2 separate regions of the Danio rerio genome follow, and region 2 is linked to region 1. Evidence: chromatin contacts called from public Hi-C data. All regions are on one chromosome and are shown on one strand. Each heading gives the region's core, a stretch centred on a gene start, on an enhancer-like site or on the middle of the called end of the contact. The rest is flanking DNA. Distances are from core to core; before and after follow the strand shown.

Region 1 (3,501 bases), core at 274-2,773:
ACACTTTAACTTATTTTAATTAATTATGCTAATTTCTTTTTATTTTAGTGATTTATTATTTTTTATTTGAATATATATTTATGTTACCGTTTAGCGTTATCCCATTATAATTGATTAATTATTTTTTATTTTGGTTTTAGTCCATTTTCTTTGCACTTTTCCCATGTATATTTATTACAATTATTTTTAAATTGTTAAAATGCAGTGTTTGTTTATTTTATTGACGTTTACTTTTGTCATATTTGTCCTACTTTTTAAAATTATACTTTAATTAGCACCTAATACTTAAACTTTATATTTTAATTCATTAATAATTTCATTAATTTACTTGAAATTTTTATTTTATTTATTATCAAGTAAAGTGCTGTGACAATTAGCTGTATTTATGTTTTTGTAGTTGATAACAACCAGACTCTCGTATTACTTAATTGCTCTCCTCACCTCTGCATAAGCCTCTATCAGGGTCTCCCTCGGCCCCTAGGTGGCAGCGCAGTCCTTTAATGTGGTCGCAGGGTTCAGTAGGGCTGCAGTCCTGGTTAAACTGTCTGGCACAGACCCGACAGCAGCCACAGTGGTCCAAAACCGAGCTGATACCTGGAGGACACGAGGGGGGAGTGGAAGGACAAGAACATTTCAGCGGACATCCTCCCTGCACCTGAGGACACACACGAGAACGAGAGGTTAGTCAACCTATATAAACTATATGTACCGGTGCCAGAATACACTTCCCTATGTGATATTTTCCCTCATTTACGCCATAAATCCAGCGATAATGAGCTGCTTTCACATAGGAATGTACGAAAAAAGCGTTTAAAATGCCATAATTTTGCAATGAAGCAGATGATTTATTACAGTAGTTGTAAATTCATGCTGCCTCTCTGTATGGCAGACAACATTTATGAAAAGTACTGGGTCTGTGAGCCAAAACCTGTCACAAATCAGGCACCACAGTGGATTCAATGCCCTGTCACTCCTTTTTCTGCAATTAGTAATCTATAACACTGTATGTATGTACACACACAACACAATATTTTAGATGCTTTTATTAGCAAACACAGACATTGTTTATAAGCAGCTTTTGCACTTTTATATTTAAACCTAAAGTTTTCTCCTTCTTCAAATTATTTAACATTAGATGTAAAATCCTAGATTATAAACATTATTTTTGGTAATATGCAAATATATTATTAAAGAGAGCTTGAATGTCATATAAAATGATAGAATAACGTACATTTAGATTAGACCACACAAAAACTCACCTCTGCAGTGGCCCATGACAGCAGCACCAGTGTGAAGAAATGTCCTTGCCTTAATATGATCCTCAGAGGAGACATGGTGTTATCCAAAAAATTGTTAAGAGGCCGTCAGAAAGTGTCTTCTGGTTTAGACCTGGTTCTGGATCTGTCAATTCACAAGGGCTTCAGCAAATTACACTCGAGTTTTTCTCTTTAGGTTATGAATGGCTAAATGCAAAAAACTGCAAAGCTGTGTGCTGCTGGATTCCCTCAGTGACTGCCAGTTTTATAGACAGCGGTGCACAGCCCCTTATGACATCACACACACACACAGATCTGACAGGCTACTTTAGACATACTCACAAAGGAAAAGTAATAAAGTTAAAATATTATAGTTTACATCAGAGTATTAGATTTTTATTCTAAATGGATTTTCTAAAAATCAAGTAAAATAAACACAATTACTAATTTTAAAGGAACACAGTTTATAAATATTTTTCTAAATGTAAATTTATAGGAAGCACACAATGAGCAATTTATGTCTGGTTAGACTCCAAAAATGGCTTAAATACCCATGCAAACTGTGTTGTTCTGTTGTCATAAGCAAAATCTTGAATTTCAGTGTTATTAAATGGGACAGCCTCTTGAGATGAACCATCTTATTTTCGAAGGGGTCCCTAAGAGATACATAAATCAAACAGAGTACAAAACATCATAACAAACTTACATACAGCTTAATAAAACAAACAAACAAGCAGCACGCTTCACCTAAACCCACAATCTAAACCTGTGAGCAAACAAAAACATATAATCAAAAGTACAAACAATTGGACATACAAATAAATAATAAGCCTTTAAAATGGAATTAAAATTAATAACATCAAGATTAAAAATAATCTTAAAGTATCGATTTATTTGGTTAGCAAAATTTATTAGAGACATAAGAGAAAATGATCAAAATAAAGCCTTTTTATCATTAAAAAAAACAAGAACAATGACAAAAAAATGCTTAATTTAAACTGAAAATATTTAATAAACTCATAATTTTGTTCAGTTTCTCAAAAAAAAAAAAACTTAATTTCTCAAGTTTGCTTCTGATTTTGGCAAATGTAGTCATTTAGTATGCTACGATGTTTGGAATCAGAAATGCTGAGGAATATATTCATCAGCATGCTTAATGAAACACCTTAAGGTTGTAAATTTATCATTTCAGCTCCAATTTTAAAGGGATAGTTCAAGTTCTCACCCTCTAATGGTTTCAAACCTGCTGTACATATAATAAGATATTTTGAGGAATGGTGGAAACTAGTAGCCATTTGCTCTTTAACACTGACGATTTCAGTAGTAGGAAGTCAAAGGCTGCTGGTTTCAAAATGTATTGCAAATATTTTCTTTTGTATTAAACAGAAGAAAGTTACACAAACTGCTCTGGATCAAGTAAAGGGAGAGTAATTAATGACAGAGATTTTCAGTTCTCTTTAAGACCTGGGACTGTGTTATTGTTCATTTAAACCTTTTCAAGACACACATAAACCTTCTATATAGCTTTTGTGCATTTTATTTTGAATTAATGATTGTTAAAGATTGTTTACCACCTCTAGACAGACAATAAGAAAAACGAAAGCTGGAAAAACTGCTGGAAATATTAAAAGTTGTCCAGGCAAAGTAGTCAGGGCTGTTATGAAACTCAGGAAAGGTATCTAATTCTGATTCCATGGACCACCCCCCTCTACACACACACACACACACACACACACGCACTCTTTCAGCGTTCTTGCAGACGACACAGACAGTATGTCAGACGATTCTCGCTCTCACCGAGACATCACACACACATGGCACATAGCTGCCCGCTCCCTCAGTGACGTGTGCTTCCTCTCACAAAATCTGAGCAAGGCAGAAGGAGAGGAAAATCATCTTTACGAAAGAGTAGGCGGTGTGGAAATATCACTGTTTGGATCTTTTCATTCATGCCTTTGAGGAAGGTGTCAGAAGAGCAGCTGGAATGACATTCCCCTGATGATGCGCTAGCTGTGACATCGAGAGGGTCGGAGGTCAAGGCTGACAGACATTAGTCAGGGCATATGCAGCAAATGACTGTAATGACGGATTACAGAGTCATGCAGCATGAATTTAAACAAGCTGGTTGAGAACAGGTGGATTTTAGTTGGGGTGCATGTTGTCAGGACGTATTTGTAGGGCCATGACGTGGGTGCTTGAACTTTAGGTGCAGAGTTCAGGAAGGAAGCTGAAACTTTCATTTACT
Region 2 (3,501 bases), core at 296-2,795, 75 kb before region 1:
ATGAGTCGCCGATGCCTGTGAGATAGTTGGCATGCTAAATATTTGGAACTGTCGGCGATTCAAATCATGCCGTGTGAATTGAGTTTTGACTGAAAATAACATCAGCCATCGCCTACAGCCAATGAGAGAGCAGCTTTCACTTGTGTGTGCGTGTTTGTATACTTGCTGCAGGCCAGCGGGAGGCTGGGGAGAAGGTAAAAGCGCTCTTTTTCGGTTTATTTGGACCCACGAAATGGAGGAAAAACTAGTGGAGGTTTGACAGGACTCAGGAGCAACTTTGTTTGACGTTTCATACAGAAAGAAATTAGTTTATTATCAACGTTGAGGAGAAATGGCTAATTCCCTTTAAACCCAGGTGAGCAAACATGTACATGTTCTACCCCATTAAAGGCTTCTTTCTCATTATGTAGTTAATAACAAAAGATATACGATGTGTTTTTGGCTGTGAGACGTAGTTTGGACGAAGTTGTCGGCGATTCTTCCTATAGTAAAGTCATGCAATGTGAATGTCAATGTGGCCGATCCATCTTGCAGTGTAAACAAAGCAGCGACGAAACGCTAGCCCAGATAGTCATGCTGTGTGAAAACATCTGTGACATGACTACTTTGAAAATCATGCAGTCTGAACTCGGCATAAGTCAACATAGGCCAGAGATTGTGAAGACTGACACCTGATACTCTACTAGCAGCAGAGGTTCCTTAAAGCATTCATGGAGAACCAAGGAAATCTGAGAATATCTAGATGTTTTGTTTTTAAATGGAATTGGTTGTTCCACAAAGAACCTTTAACATATACAAAATGATTTCTAGATTATTACAAGATTTTCTAGATTATTAAAAATGTTCTTCACACTAGCAAACAACTGATTCTCTAGCAACTGCTCACTGAAATTCTTTAATGAACCCCAAAATTATTCTAGTGAAGACTAATATGGGACCATTACATGTATGAGCGTATAGGTCCCTTAACCCTTTACTGGACAAAGTAACCTATATGTTAGCTTTAATGACATTTATAGATATATCTATATCCAAAATGGAAAAATCTGTTACGGTTTATTAAACAATAAATATTTTGGAAAATGTGTTTTTGTTCATGTATTAAAGTCAGTGGGTTCTAAAATAGTTTTGTACCCCATTTGCTCATGGACAAAAAAAAAATTCTGAAGCAGAAGAAAGTCAAACTTGTTTGGAACAGCATGATGGTCAATAAATAATAACATGAATTTTCTTTTTCAGAATATTCTCTGTAAGCAAGAAGCAAGCAATCTGTATCTATTTCACCAAGCAGAATAAATAACAAAAGCAATGCATGCACCTTTTGCCTCTCAGTTTACTGCTTTCATTCGTTCTCCCACAAGGCCTGGAGAATCGGCATGACATAAGCGGCTTCCCCTCGAGGCGGAGGTCGGAAGACAGAAGGAGCGGAGGAAGGAGGAAGAGAGAGAGACGGGGCTCGATAAGCGCCGCTATCAGAACGCACCCAAACACAGCGTCCGGCTGTTCTCCCTTGTGCATGCGGAGGAAAACAGATACCCTTAGCAGGTTTGGGCACTTTTCCATGCTGTCTCTTCCCTCTTTTGTCACCCATTTCAATAGGTAGGACTCTGAGAGGATGTCTGTTAGGATGTTCGTGACAAAGAGTAAATACAGCAATTGTCTTCCGCACAAGAGGTTTTATCGTGTGTGAACCTCTGTGAAAGTAAACGAGTGGCAATGAAGGCCTGTTCAGTGTATGCTGCTGGCTGCTTTAGACTGTTTGAAATGGAAATGAGAGCAAACCTGTTAGGAAATACAGGTGTCATCACATACCTTTCCTCGGTTCCAAATCTGACTATCCCGCATCCACTTATCCGGTATCACATGACTGTTTTGACCCCACCATCTCTCCATCTCTCCTAATGAGCATAGACTCTCTGTTAACCTGAGCCGCCATCTACTCACATCTTACAGCTAATTACCATCGACTTGTCACAGCTTATGCAGATGAAGCTCACTCGTTCCCTTCAGGTATAGCACCTCTCACACACTACTGTGAATCAATGCTGTGCTGTTTGGCAGATCTTTTGACAGACTTTTTCCAGAAGTTGGAAGTGCACTGATTTGCTTTTTTAAAGTGTGATGAAAAAATAAATTGTGTTTAAAGTGTCAACTTCACCACAGAGTGGATGTGGTGGAAAGGGCACTGTAGTGGGAAAAATGGGTAAAAAACAAAGTTACATACATTAAGGTCAAAAGTTTAGGGTCAGTTTTTATTTTTTTAAAGAAAATTATTCTGTTCATCAAGGCGTCATTTGTTACATGTATTTTTTAAATATTTATTACAGTTTTGAATAACTGCTGCCTTATTGTATGTTGTTTCAAATGAAATTATTACTCTAGTCATTACTGCTTTTATTACTATTACCATTAATAATAATAATATTAATAATTAATATTGACTGCACCGGCGCCTTGACTGCAGTTCTGCACAAGACGTTTGGCCAGTGGAGAAATGGTCGTGCCCAACTGAGCCTGGTTTCTCTCGAGGTTTTTTAATACTTCACTTTTACAATTGGTGAAGTTTGTTCCTTGCCGCTGTAGCCACTGGCTTGCATGGTTCAGGATCTGTAGAGCTGGGCATCGATGGATTGCTCTTCAGTGTTTGGGCTGTCAATAATGATTATTAAACCACACTGAACTGAGCTAAACTGAATTGAATGTGAACTAAAAACTGAACTAAACTCTGAAAACTGAACTACACAGTTTCAATTTACTATGATCTTTTATGTGAAGCTGCTTTGACTAAATCTACATTGTAAAAGCGCTATACAAATAAAGGTTTATTGAATAGAATTATTATTATAAGAGTGATTTATATATATATATATATATATATATATATATATATATATATATATATATATATATATATATATATATAATTTTTAGGGTTTGCAGAGAATTGACAGGAAAAAGTTGGAAGCAGAGAGAGGGGAAAGGTTGGCAAAGGACCTCAAGCTGGTAATCAAACTCAGCTTTAGTTCAGTTTTCATTTCTAGAACTGCTCGATCGTGCAGATTTGCACTCTATAACATCAGAAAGATCCGACCCTTCTTATCTGAACATGCAGCTCAACTCCTTGTTCAAGCTCTTGTTCTCTCCAAACTGGATTACTGCAACTCTCTACTAGCTGGGCTTCCAGCTAACTCTATCAAGCCTCTTCAACTGCTCCAGAATGCAGCAGCACGAGTGGTCTTTAATGAACCTAAACGAGCACATGTCACTCCGCTGCTAGTCCGTTTGCACTGGCTGCCAGTTGCTGCTCGCATCAAATTCAAAACTCTGATGTTTGCCTACAAAGTGACTTCTGGCCTAGCACCTTCTTATCTGCACTCACTTCTGCAGATCTATGTGCCCTCCAGAAACTTGCGTTCTGTGAATGAACGTCGCCTCGTGGTTCCATCCCAAAGAGGGAAAAAATCACTTTCGCGAACGCTCAATCTGCCCAGTTGGTGGAAT

Evidence for each region. Hi-C and Micro-C count contacts between places; a contact is called where the count stands out from the background.
Region 2: a contact with region 1 is called in a Hi-C map of embryo, with 2.2 times the contacts expected there. The contact joins the enhancer-like site here to the promoter of ccn1l1 in region 1. A contact is called at or near these places in 8 of 18 Hi-C or Micro-C datasets (caudal fin, embryo, fibroblasts and 3 more) and 1 of 4 datasets of contacts at active chromatin or transcription factors (caudal fin).

The regions. Positions count from the first base shown.
Region 1 is chr5:33,532,847-33,536,347 of GRCz12tu, reverse strand. It overlaps ccn1l1 (cellular communication network factor 1, like 1), which reads right to left and starts at 1,523. Exons shown (of 5, transcript NM_001017653.1): 1 at 1,260-1,523; 2 at 442-655. The coding sequence starts at 1,334. It overlaps LOC141385837 (a long non-coding RNA gene), which reads left to right and starts at 511. Exons shown (of 3, transcript XR_012406920.1): 1 at 511-680.
Region 2 is chr5:33,607,840-33,611,340 of GRCz12tu, reverse strand. No RefSeq gene overlaps it. Among named protein-coding and RNA genes, the nearest start is that of zgc:55461, 33 kb to the left of the region's middle. Within about 2 kb of position 1,545, at least 8 of the 62 cell types and tissues checked have an H3K27ac peak or open chromatin away from gene starts, as enhancers often do.